Linked DNA regions of Mus musculus: region 2 is linked to region 1. A link is a contact called in public HiChIP or PLAC-seq data. All regions are on one chromosome and are shown on one strand. The core of a region is the stretch at or near the end of the contact, and the rest is flanking DNA. Distances in the headings are between cores, read along the strand shown.

Region 1 (6,699 bases), core at 2,731-5,230:
TCTTTCTGTCCACGGACACAGTGTGATCAGCCTTTGTCACACCTCTGCCACAGTGACATGATGGGCTGTGTCCCTTCTTACACTGAGAGCCAAACCAAGCCCTTCCTTTCTTTAGTGTCTTCTGTCACAGCGAGGAGAAAATGAACTAACACACTATGCTTCCAAATCCGGCTTTGGAAGAGGGTGTCTGTCGGCGGTGGAGAAGCACCCTCGGAATTATTTACCGATGGTTTGGGTGGAATTGATGTACCAGCTTTGGATCGGTGGATCTGGATACACGTCCTTGCTGTGTACCTGCGGTATCTGCAACCATCACCTTAGCCCATCTAAAAAAAAAAAAGAAGAAGAAGAAGAAGAAGAAGAAGAAGAAGAAGAAGAAGAAGAAGAAGAAAAAGAAAAGGGCTAACCTAACCTAACCTCCCTGGATGGCTGATGTTTTCCATGTACCATGAGTGCCCGGCTTTGTAAACACTGGGCGCCAGAGACTCCTTGCTGGTGGCCTAGTTCCACGAAGCTTGACCTGGTTTTTCCCCCTGGATCATAGTTTGCGATTTTCTTCATGACGTGGTTGTAGGCCTTTTTGAAGTGATCTACCCTAAACAAACCATGAGCAGGAAGTCTTCCGTGGAACAGGACCATACCTTTAAGCGTTAGGCCAGTGTCCTCCATCCAGGAACTCCCAACTATTCTGAACTTCCTTCTCCCAGAGAAAGATCACCTGGGGCCTCTGAGGACTCCTGCCTTCTGTAATGGTTAGAAAGAAAAGTGGATGCTAACCTAACCTGTGTTCTCTGACCATGGCTCCTTCAGGATGTCTGATGGCCTCCTGGAGAGCCCAGAGGAAGGAAGGGCCTCCTGCCTTGGTGTAGGGTAGCCCTGCCAGTTTCCAAGCAGGACGACCTTAGTCTGAGCCCCTTTAATCCGACAGCTGAGTGCAATGAGCCAGGGACCAGGCCCCAGAGGCGGGCTTTTGTGCCAGGCACTGGTGTTCTCTGTCCTCTCTGGGTGGTAGGGAGGTGGCTGCCTGGCACTTCAGAGCTGGCAGAAGATGGGAAACAGAATGTGGAGGCACAGGCTTCAACTGGTTGCCCACTTCTTGGCGGGACCTCTGTTGGTCTGAGCCCATCAGGTGAAGGCAGGTTGGAGAAGCTGTGACCAACCGCCTGCATTTCAAGCCTCGTGCTAGCTCTTGGCACCCTGTTTCTCTCTAACTCTCCGTACCCTATTTCTCAGTCAGTCCTGCCCATCTGCCCTTAGAATAACTAGAAGAAGGTGGCTCTGGAGGAGAGACAACATTGGGGTCAGATGAAGCAGCTGTAGTACTCTGTGCAGCCACTTGGATGGGGTGGCTCAGCAAGAGTTACTGACCTTCAGTTTCTTCATTTGTAGATGGAGGGAAAATCATCTAACATGCTCCTGGAGAGCTGAAATAATGTTACCGAATCTGTAGCCTAGAGCCTAGCACTCTGATCAGCCAAGAGGAAAGGCATCCGATACCTTGTATGTCATAAGCCTCTACATGCTAGGCTGTGTGCCCACTACCTTAGAGCCTTCGTCCTGTGGAGCCACCTTGGAGTTGAGTGACCTGAGGGTGTCTGCCCTCTTATTGGAAGAAGCCTGCCTAAGCTCAGCCAACTCATTCTGGAGTCCCTGATGAATGAGTCACGGGATCAGGCTGGCAATCAGACATCTCGCTGTTGACCACTGTTCCTGGCAGCAGCTGGGACCAGAAGGTGACCCACTGTCCTGTGTACAGACACATTTACTGGAAATAGTTGAGACTTAACATGATCATGGGAAAGATGACCCAGCCAAAAGGAAATCTCACCCTCCACACCCCTGCCTGCCCACGGTACACTCCTGAGCCTGTCTTTCAGGCTTGCATATTGATTGCCTCCAGTGACACAAACTCCATTGACTGAGGCCCTCGCATGCTAGCCTCCTGGTTCTAGAGAATCTGCTACCAGCCCAAGGGACAGGGCCTGAAGACCCTTGTGATTTCTCAGGGAGAATACCCCTGGACAAACTTGTGTGAGTTTCTGTCTAGTCAGGCCGCATCAAATGGAGCTAGCGGGGGTGAGCTTTAGGTTCTAGACTCTAATGCAAGCAATAGCTCCCTCCCAACTCCTGGATTAGTCTGCCAGTGGACTTTTCATGGGTGGGAGAGTGAGTTAATCTGCTGTCACTCCAGGCTGCCTTATCTATATCTGTGAAGCCCCCTCTTCTGGCTTCGAGTTGTATGGTATACAATGCCCCCATCACTTTGTTTGAATTTTTAAACTTGAAACTGTGTGCATGTGCGTATGCAGATGTGCATATCTGTGCACACGTGCAGAGGCTAGAGGAACAGGTCCAATATCTTGTACTATCAATTCTGCCTTGAGACAGAGTCCTCACTGACCTAGGAGTTAGGCTGGCAGCCGGCAGCCAGCAGCCAGCAGCCAGCAGCCAGCAGTCCCAGTGATCTTTTGTCTCCACTCCCCACAGCAATGGGGTTACCTGTGCACATGACGACACCCGGGTTTTATGTGGGTTCTTATGTTTTTCTCAGCAAGTGCTTTTAACCACTGGTCCATCTCTGCAGGCCCTGAATTTTTGGGGAGTGGGGATTGGGACAGAATCTCAGATAGTCCAGGCTGGCCTTAAACTCGCTGTGTAACCAAGGATGATTTGGAGCTTGTGGCCCTCCTAACTCTACCCGCGAGGTATCAGGATTACAGTGATGCTTACTTTATGTGATGCTGGAGATTGAACCCAGGGCTCAAGGCAAGCTAAGCAAGCACTGTACCAACAAAGCTACATCTCCAGCCCCGGTCCACCTGTGTCCTTAAAAGTCTTCCTCCCCAGCCCCAGAGCTCCTTGAAGGCACAGTCTGTTTGTTTCAGGTAACTCCAGGGCCCTTGACTGATGGGACAGGATGGCTAGGTGCTAGAGACTAAGCTGAGAGCTTATTTTGCTAGACACAGTACGGGTTTAGGAGGCCCCCTAGTCTTCTGAATGTCCTTAAGATGTTGCAGACTCGTAACATATCCTGAACTTGCTGAGTGCGTTTTGGGGGTGTCTTATGAGTTTTGCCTATACTGGGAAGCATGAAGTGGGTGGAGCAGTTCCATTCTGAGAGAATGTTCCGGGTGCCCCACGGGAGGAACCCCGAACTGACAGAAAGTGAGAAGCCACTGACAGCCCAAACGTAAGCTGCCCTGCCTTGGTGGGTGGCTGGTGGGTGGGTGTGAGGTAACTAGCTCAGGAGAAGCTGCAGTGGCTCTGTGTGGGAGGGGTGCATGGGAGGGTTGTGTGGGAGGGTGGCCACACCTACCCACTCAGCCAGCAGGAGTCAGCTCCTGGCTTAGTCAAAGCATGAGAGTGACAAATATCATCTAAGTTACCAGGTCCTGGGGACACAAACATTACTCGGGAGTCAAAAACCTGAGTTATTCATCATCGGGGACCTTCTCCCAGCAGGGCCCACAGCCTCTGGGGTTTTGTATTCCAAAGTGGAAGATTTGAGGTCACTTTCTTTTGGAGGAACGGCCAGGGGGACACCAGAGCAATTGTAGAAGCCTAACTACTCTCAGGATGGCAATCTTGCCTTCACTGACGGCCTTACCATGTGCCTTTATGCCAGCCACTCAGGGTCTCTGAATCCTTCCTATTGCAAATGGACAACTGTGCCTCTCAGAACCACTAGAGTTATGATAGCCCTGAGGTCTCAGGACAGCTACTCAAAGGTATCTTCTCCCAAACACGGGAAGAAGCCCAGGGCTGTTGATTGTTTGGAGTGGTGCTTAGGAGGGGTCAATGTGAGCACCACCCTGAAGCTCTCCACTGCTTCCCTTTAGCAGGATTGTCTAGAACTCTCTCTAGATCAAAACTTTGCTTTTGTTTATTTGCTTTGGCTTCTGATGGATACAAAGGGCCTCGTGAGGGTGAGGGGTAGGGAGCCTCCTGATAGCTGGGCAAAAAGCCCAACACTCCTGGCCTGGACACTCCCTCAAGGAAGCAAGGGGTTGTGGTGACCAGCACACTGCATGTGACTTCTCTGCAGACAGATGGACATGAGGTTTGGCAAACTTCCTGCGCCAATGACCTATTCAACTCCCATGGAACAGCCTGGTCCTGCCCCCAGGGGTGAGCTGGTCTGTTTGAGCTGGGCCAAGTTCTTGCTGAACCCGTGACAGAGTCCAGTCCCCAGTTGGTCTTGCCCCCGGTCATAGCCATCCTGAAATACTCTATAAGCCAATAGCACCATCTCCCTAGGGCCTCAGACTTACTCCAGATCCTTTGTGTTAGAGCACTGCTGATTGTTTTTGGAAGAAATAACAGCTTTATGCCTTCCAACCTGAGTATATACTACAAGGGAAGATATAGGAGAGATTGATGAGTAGATTAATATAAAAATATCAAGAACAAAAGGCCTATGTGATGTCATAGACTCTGAGTTATTCCCTTGGATCTTGCAATATAGTGTAGCAAGGCTCAGAACCACTAGGCTAGTGTAGGAAATTAGGAGTCTCCAAGGCGTCTTAGTTTTAGGGATCCCACCCAAGAACATTAAAGCCCACCCCACCCCACATTAAATGTAATTTCATAAGGGAAAGGGGAATGGGGGAAGGTAATAACTTTTGGTTGGTTCGAGAGTTAGGAAAAAAAATCTAACCTTGTGATTCCAGCTTGCTTTCTTTCTTCCTTCCTTCCTTTCTTTCTTTCTTTCTTTCTTCCTTCCTTCCTTCCTTCCTTCCTTTCTTTCTTTCTTTCTTTCTTTCTTTCTTTCTTTCTTTCTTTCTTTCTTTCTTTTTTTTTCTCTTATAACTGAGAGTTGACTAACGGCCATAGCAGACACTGCTATTTTGTAAATAGGTAACTTAAAATCTGTAATGGGAATTAAAGTTCTCTGTATTTGGGAACCAATAGTTTCCTTTCCTTTCCTTTCCTTTCCTTTCCTTTCCTTTCCTTTCCTTTCCTTTCCCTTTCCTTTCCTTTCCTTTCCTTTCCTTTCCTTTCCTTTCCTTTCCTTTCCTTTCCTTTCCTTTCCCTTTCTGTCTGTCTGTCTGTCTGTCTATCTTCCTTCCTTCCTTCCTTCCTTCCTTCCTTCCTTTCTTTCTTTCTTTCTTTCTTTCTTTCTTTCTTTCTTTCTTTCTTTCTTTCTTTCTTTCTTTCTTTCTTTCTTTCTTAAAAAAAGAGTTTCAAGTGTTTCCATGGGTCCTTGAAAGCCTCCAGTTGTTGACCACTGCCTGCGTCTGCTCAAAAAAGATCTTGCTAGATTCAGGCTGAGGTTTGCAAGTTTTGTGCAACAGGTGACTCGTGTTGTGTGTGTGTGGTGTTCCTGTGCACATGCATATGAGGTATGTGGGTGCATATGTGTGTTCCTGTGCACGTGTGTATGAGGTGTGTGTGTTCCTGTGCACATGTATATGAGGTATGTATGTGTGTGTGTGCATGTGTGTATATTCCTATGCACATATATATGAGGTTTGTGTGCCTGTGTGTGTGTTTCTGTGCACATGTGTATGAAGTGTGTATATGTGTGTGTTCCTAGTCATATGTGTGTGAGGTATGTGTATGGATGAGGTGTGTGTGTGCATGTGTGTGTTCCTGAGCACATGTGTACGAGGTGTGTGTGCATATATATGAATGAGTCTAGGTCTATTTCTCAGGTACTGCTCACCCTTTTCTGAGATAAGCTTTCTCACAGACCTAGGGCTAGCCAAGTAGGTTAGGCTGGCTGAGCAGCAAGCCCCAGGAACCCTCCTTTCTCCCATATTCTCAGCCCTTGAAGTACAAGAGTGCACCACCTCTCTTACAGGTTCTGGGGATCAAACTCAAGTCTTTGCACTTGTTTACTGAACAGTCTCCCCAGTTCCCCGCAGTATGGCTTCTTCGAGCCTCACTTTCTCCATCTGTAAATGGGGCTAATTTGCTCTCCTATTTCTACAGTTGTTGGGAAGGTTAGCTGTGATAATGAAGGAAAGTTCATAGTCTGGGGCTTGATTCTACTTATAATAGAGTTATCTGATTAAACATACTAGCATTAAAAATTCAAATGAACAAGACAGGTGGTTCTAGAATTTGGAAAACAAAATATTATTTGAATTCTGATGACTTTCTCCTAGTCTCCAGTAAGAGCCTGAAAGCACAGATCTAAATATACACATATTGTAATTACAAAGGGCTTCTTTCACTAAGAATTCAGGATAATTTCACTCTGTTTTAGGTTTGCCTTTGAATGCTTTGTGATGAAAGGATTAAGTAAGAATTAATGATGTAAACAGTATTGGATGGAGGAAGGGAGGTTATTTGGTCTACTTGAAGTAACAAGTTTTTCCAACCTTTAGAAACATCTCCTTACCAGCAAATTAGCGTTAATTAGTGCAGTTTCTTATCAGATCCACAGAACCTCTTCTTGGCTACAGCCTCAGAAGGACCTTGAACTTAAAAATAACCCAGGAATTTCTACTTCTGCATCGATCTGGGACCCAGGGCCTTGTTCACCCTGAACAGCCGTCCTCACTGAGAGCTGACCTCAGAATCTGTGAAAGGGAGATGGGGCTGGATGGACATCCTGGGATCTGGGATGGGGGTGGGGGGTTCCCCCCACCCAAGCACCTGATGAGCACAGACCTGCACGTGGTGTGAGTCATTCCGAATGACTCCAAGTAGTTTACCCAACATGCCACTTGGCAGGCTGTGCTTCTTGTCCTC
Region 2 (6,622 bases), core at 1,897-4,396, 140 kb before region 1:
CATTTCAAGTCCCTGGATTTGTTTCTAGTCTGTACCACTTGTGTTATACAGACTTACTCATCTCATAGTTTCTTTGAACTGACTTCCTTAGATGTTCATTTGTATCTTCAGCCAATCCTTGTGACTATTCTTTCTGTTCTGACCATTGAAGCATGGAAGTATGACACACATTGAGGGGTAAACAAAATTTCCAACATTGTATACATTCTGCTTATACCTTCTATTGTAAATGGAATCATGTCATCAGATGGTTACATCAGGGGAGGCTCCATTGGTCTCTACTTCTCTGGTGGTATAATGGAAAGGTTGACCAGATGCCCCTGTGATTCTTCACAGATTTCCCTGTTTCCTTTCCTGCTGAGCTTTTGAGTATAACACCTTAGCCCTGTAGCTAGGTCTCTTGTATGTAAGCTTTTGGGTTCAGGTTTCTTGTCAAATATCTAGCTTTCTTTTCCTTGACTACCAAGAAAGGTTGTGTTTAACTTCTCAAATGTTTTTAAAGATCTAATTTATTTTTAATTATGTGCATGTGTGCATATGAATGTGTGTGCCCATGGAGGACTGAGGCACCAGATTCCCTGGAGTAGTGGTTATAAGTAATTTTGAGTCTCCTGACATAGGTGCTGGGAATGAACTGGGTTCTCTGCAAGGGCAGTAAGTGTTTTTAATCTCTAAGCCTGCTCTTCAGCCAATATTTGACTCTTGACAGCTCTTCATTTGTATTTGTCTGTGTCAGGTGTGTTCTTTGTACACATAGGTATTCATTTTAAGCTCTTGGGTGCAACTTTCCTGTGTATACATATTTTCCTCTAGTACAGGGAATTCTAACAATCCTAGATGCTCAAGGCTTGTTGGTGGTGAATGGATGTGTGTGTGTGTGTGTGTGTGTGTGTGTGTGTGTGTGTGTGTGTAATGGATGGCTTTGGAGAGATGTTGAGTGGAGGGTCCCTGACCTCTCAAGAGGATGGTGGCTGCTTTCAGACATTTGCCGTTTATGTTGCTAATAGAACTTCCAAACCATCACAGCTTTTTAAGGTAAGACTCAAATGATGAAAAATCAAGACATACTTTTCAAAGTAAGGATAATGATTGAATCTTTAAAATAAAACAGGACGGGCAGAGATTCATGGGGATGAACAGAGGCATCTGTGAGATTGCTGACTGGCATAGCCATTGGGAACCTCATCAACGGAACAGGAGAAAATGATGAGCCTCCAGGATAGTTTGGAGAATTCTACTGAACAGAGCCTAGGGGAAACCTATATTGTGTCCTGGTTTCCTTGTGGCCAACTATGAATGTGAATCCTTGGGTCTCTGCTTCCCTGATGGCACAATGAAGAGGTTGACCAGATGGCCCTGTGGTTTTTTCATAGATATTGCTGGTTCCTACCAAGTTCAGCCCTTGTGTGTACCACCCCAGGCCTGTAGCAGAGTCTCTAGTGTAAGCCCTTGGGACCAGTTTCAATAAAGTGTTTAATACACAACCTTGCAGACTCTTGCAAACCTTTCTGGGTAACACTTACTTCATTGCACTTTTAAAAATGAATAAAAAAAGGGAGGGGGGAGAGAAAGAAAACTCTGCTTAGCAGGCTCAGCGTAATTGAGGTTGACAGATGTCACTCAGAATTTTATTATTTAAAGCCACAATGATTTTCCAAATAACCTAAAAATATATAATCCAACCTCAGAATAGTGTCCTGTAACAGAGGCAGGCAAGCCTGTAGGAAATGAAGTCATGATCTTGGCACCCCTCGAGTGCTGGTTCAATGGCTTTGAACACTTTTATGTTCTCGGAGAAATACATGAACATGGAGCCAGCCATATCCAGTTACTCAGCGGGGCTGCCAGGGCCTCGGAGAACCAGGGTGTCTTGGGTGTTTTTCCCTGGCTCCTCAGTCAGCACAACACCTCTTCTGGTTCCTGTAAGGAGATTTTTTTTCTTTATTCTATGAAGGCAGGTCTTGCCATGCAATGATGTGCACAGATTTTCAAGATTAAGTCTATAGGTGGGATTGCTGTATTCAGATCATCACCATCCCGCTAGGTGCCAGAGACTTCTAGAAGGAATCTAAGATGCATATGGTTTCTCCCATCGTCAATCCACATTTATTTCTTTAATCTGCATGTATTTTATTCCTCATAATTATTATACATTATTTGCATCAGTGACATGAATTCATAATCATTAACAATATACCAACCTGGCAAGAGATATTGTATTATCCAATAGATGTGGATATTGAGGCTCAGAGTTTGGAGTTTACCTAGTGTATAAGAGTGAGGAGATACCGGGATGGGGCTTTGGGTCTGGGTGAGGTAGATTGGAGTTTTAGAGCTGACATGCATTTCATCAATGGTAAATATTCTGAGCCCTGGGACACTGGTGGGGCCATGTCACCTTGCTTAGTTAGCTATTGTGTTACTTTGAGTTTTGTTTTTAGATAACAGGGTCGGGTCTTGCTGTGTACCTCAAGTTGCCTATGTGATTCCTCCCTTGAATATATAGCCCTCCCACCTCAGTCTACCAGTGTTGAGATTACAGGCCGGGGCCACGAAACCTAGCTCAAAGTCCGGCCCTCTAAGATGAGTCTCTGAGGTGGACACGTGGATCTGGTGGTCTGACAAGGCAGTTAGAAGCCAGGCTATGTTCCACGTGGCGGTACCTGGAAGAACCAGGCTGGAAGTTCGCTCACAGATGGGTGTCCCGGAAGCATCTCCGGGTGGCTTCCGAGCCGGAGGAGAGGCCACAGGGCTGCCAGCATGGGCCTGGCTGTATTTGGTTTTCTCTGACTGGATCTTTGTTTGCCTGCAGGCTTCGGCTGCCCAGGCTCTCGTGCCCTAGCTTCCTCTGCGCTGCATGAAGCGCTAGCCTGGTTAAGTAAACACTGCTAGAATATTACCTGTCTGTTAACCTGTCAAAATTGCTTTATAGCCCCTTTTATCTCTCTCCCCACCCCCACCCCCACCCCCACACAGAATTTCCCCAGAGTTCTCAGCACGCTCTCTGGTTCCTTTCCTTCCAGCCTTCCTCCAACCTACAAAGTGTCCCCACCCCCAGTCATTAAATATTGTCAGTTCTGCCACTGACGCCGCCTTGTTCGCCTGGTCCAGATAAATGGTTGTTGACTCTCTAATGCAGACCAAGGACACTGGGCTCCCAGCCTCATGAAAGTAGCCATGGTGCCTGCCAGGTGGGCCGAGGCCAGGGGGCTGCAGGGTGCGGGCTGCCTGAGCCCAGGAGGCCGCTCTAGCTCCTGGCCAGCAGCTGGCTGCTGGCGCCCTCCTTCCTTTCCTCCCGCCTGCCCCACCCTCTCTCTAAACATGACTGTATAAACTTGAGGGTCTTAGGGGAACGTCCAGTTCTGAGCCCAGTGGTCACAGAGCCCGAGCCCTGGCTCCATGCATACGTCTCATGCTTGATTGAACAAGGTCAGAGGCTCTTTAACAGAGAGTTGCTTCCTTTTTAGCTGTGGCAGAATGCATATAATATCAAATCAACAGTTTTAACCATTTTGCACAGTATAATTCAGCTGCAATAAGGACATTCACAGTATAGTATAGTTCTTACCACTGTCGCCTTTCTTAAGCTATAATTGCTATGCAAAAGTTGCATGTACTTGATAGACGCAATTTTGAAGGGTTTGGACATAGACACATACCATTCCAAAGGAAAGGGCACACCCATCAGGCCCTTGTCCCCATCCTCACCAGGTAGTCTGCCCCACCCATAGCAACCACCGCACTGTTCGTCTGTGCCATGCATGGATTTGCCACACAGCATCGCTGTGTGCCCTGTGTTCCTCTTACTGAGCAGGATAGCGTCAAGGTCCTGCCATCCATGTTTGCCTTCCAAAACCCAGGTCTTCCAAGGAACAGTGTGGCGACTGGTAGGAGCTGGTGGGTGACTCAACTTGTCTCTGGCAGCAGCTCCTTATTCCTGGCATGAGCTCCTGGTGTCACCGTCAATGGCTGAGTCGTCCCCCCCCCCACCTCCGTGTGTTCAGCGAGGTCATTCCTAATTTGCTGAAACGGCCAGGTCTCTCTTTTCCTTCTTCCCACAGTTACTGTCCTCCCAGGTTCTGTTTCCAAACCTGACATATCATGTGAAAGTCATGTATAACATTAGGGTGTGGGGTTGGAGTCCTGGCTCTACAGTCGCCTGGCTTTGTGATGTTGGTATCTCCACCCACAGAACAAGATGGGTGATCCACCTCCAGGGCCATGGTGAGTTCACTAACAGCAGTCAGTCACTGGGTCTGGTACCTGTGATATGGATATGTACAACCTACTGGCTATCAGTAAAATCTGGACTCAAGAAATTATCAGTATGGAACCCTCCACTTCTACCCTGTTGATGTTTGCCATGATTTTTGAGCGTTTGGAAAATTCTAGAAAGTTCATAGGACTTCAGCGTGTCTTTAAATTAGATGCACATTTGTAGTTTTCAGGACTCAGATCTGGGACAAAGAGGAAGTCTTGCTTCTACCCAAAACAGCAACTAAGTGGCCCTGTTTCTTCTTTCTTTTTTTTCTCATTTTTCTTTTGCCATCCTGTCTTTGGACTTTGTCCCAATCCACAGCCATTTTACATTCTCTCGTGTTTCAGTTTCACCAAGCTGACCTTGCAGGGCCATGGCCACAGGTGTATTAATCTTGGGTGACATGCAATGGGTTCCAGAAAGTAGAAAAGGATTCATAGGTCCCCCTGAGCCTCTTGCCCCTTTGTATGTTGGCAGAAAGCTAACTTTATGGACTCAAGTATGGTTCTGAGAAGTTGATTATTATGTTTATGCTGTTTATTGTTATATATTTATAATCTGATTAATCACGGTTGTTTATTTATCCTATGAGCTCACACTAAAGGCTGGGGAGACTTTGGTGGTCTTATGATGTCAGGTCCCATCTTGGCTCTCATGTGATTACGGAGTTGTGTAACCTCTTTGTTCATTTGGTTTCATGCCTGGGGATCATTGGCCCTTGGCCTGTGTGTCTTGTGGTGTAAAGGGAGGGGGTGGGCTGCCCTCTGGGTGGGGCCCACTGCCCAGCTGTGGCGCCCATTCTTGGCCAGTGTTCAGTGGCCTTTTGGTCAAGCATCTTCCTGGGGAAGGACCCAGAGGAGGTCAGTTATTGCCTTGCTTGGCTCTTTGAACTCACGTTTTGTATCCTAAAGGAGGGAGCTTTCATTTTTTTCTCAAATTTAAAAAAATAAGTGTCACATACTCAAAACAAAACGCTGTCCATTTCTTTCATAGCATCTCTGTGCCATTGTGAGTATAGATGTGTGTAGTTTTCATCAGAAAAGGGGATGCTGTGCACTTTATTTTCGAGTCAGAATTGGTGCTGTGTGGTGTATATACAGTAATAACCATCCTCAGTTGGTGTTTAGTGCAGTTTGACTTTTAGGGCAGGCTTTTCTGTCTAAGGTCCTCCTGAGAAGCAGGCTTGGAACACTGTGACTCTGAGTTCACAGCTGACTCCAGCCCAAACCTCTGATCACTGCCATTATTACAACCCTGGGACTCTTAAAGCAGCCACTGCCAGCACTGTGCTCAGGGGCTTCAGCACATGGGATGTCAACAGGTCTTGAACTGCAGCCGTTTCAAGCAAAATGAGAAGTAGCCTTGGTGACAGACACAGGTGAAGGACCCCTTTGCTTTCTGCTTTGGGGAAACTGAAGGAACACTGTTAGATCTTTGCCTGTGCATTTTAAGGGTGGTCATAGCTACAAGAGAGGCAAAAGGAGATCTAACATGCTTGCTCTTCCTTCCCAGAGCATATTCTTACAAGACCCTTGTGTGAACTGCACCGGGAAACAAGAAGGCGAATAAGTGGGCAGGGTCCTGAAGTGAGCTACCTGGCCTCAGCTCTGCTCAAATCTAGGTCCCCTCCCTCCTTCCTTCCCTCCCTCCATTTCCTCTCTTCTTCCCCTCCTTCTCTCTCCCTCCTCTCTCTCTCCCCTTCCTCTCTCCCTCTCTTTCTCTTCCCTCCTTCCTTCTCTCTCTCTCTCTCTTTCCCCCTCCCTCCTTCAGCCCTCTCTCCCTGTTTTTTTGTGTCATTCTCCCATTACCTGGGGTTGAATGTAGGGCTCACCATATGCCAGACAACCTCTCCTCACTTAGCTACTGCCCAGTTTCCATTTTCAGTCCCTGGGACAGGGTCACACTAAGTTCCCAGGTTGGCCTTGAATTCACTCCAGCCCAGAGAGACCTTGATCTTTTGATCTCTGTGCTACAGCGTCCTGAGCGTCCAGGACCCTTGGCCTGCACCACCAGTCCTGGTCTTACTCTCTAATTCTTGGGGTCACTGTGAGCCCTGGGCAAAGACTGTACCTTCTTTTCCAATCTCCAGGAGTCTCCCCTCAGGCTTTGGTGTAGGGAGTCCGGGCAGAGAGCTCTTCAGCGCCTTCCGGCTCACTGACTCCGTGATAAGGTTCCGATGGATGGATTGCATGTCAGGTTGCTTGGAAACAGGATGGAAACTGGCCAGGCAGCCCTCAAAGCCGTATTCCTGAGCTCCCAGGACCAGCAGCACATTTGAATGAGTCTGATAAAGCCCCTTTGCTGCCCCTCCTCCCCATCCAAAGAGGACATGAGCAGAGACGGGGCCTCCGCACAGATAAGCTT

What was found. HiChIP or PLAC-seq counts read pairs in DNA pulled down with a chosen protein or histone mark.
Region 2: an HNF4G HiChIP or PLAC-seq map of pancreatic cancer cells shows a contact between it and region 1. The contact joins two enhancer-like sites. A contact is called at or near these places in 9 of 484 Hi-C or Micro-C datasets (the AML12 cell line, cerebral cortex, cranial neural crest and 5 more), 5 of 115 datasets of contacts at active chromatin or transcription factors (astrocytes, differentiating embryonic stem cells, neural progenitor cells and 2 more) and 1 of 9 other capture datasets (embryonic tail).

The regions. Positions count from the first base shown.
Region 1 is chr11:113,006,087-113,012,785 of GRCm38.p6, reverse strand. No RefSeq gene overlaps it. Among named protein-coding and RNA genes, the nearest start is that of Gm39467, 120 kb to the left of the region's middle. Within about 2 kb of position 3,980, at least 38 of the 459 cell types and tissues checked have an H3K27ac peak or open chromatin away from gene starts, as enhancers often do. A contact at or near this core is called in pancreatic cancer cells, where this site is marked.
Region 2 is chr11:113,144,290-113,150,911 of GRCm38.p6, reverse strand. All of the region lies in intron 1 of 2610035D17Rik (RIKEN cDNA 2610035D17 gene), which reads left to right. All of the region lies in intron 1 of LOC115487747 (a long non-coding RNA gene), which reads left to right. Among named protein-coding and RNA genes, the nearest start is that of Gm39467, 13 kb to the right of the region's middle. Within about 2 kb of position 3,146, at least 34 of the 459 cell types and tissues checked have an H3K27ac peak or open chromatin away from gene starts, as enhancers often do. A contact at or near this core is called in pancreatic cancer cells, where this site is marked.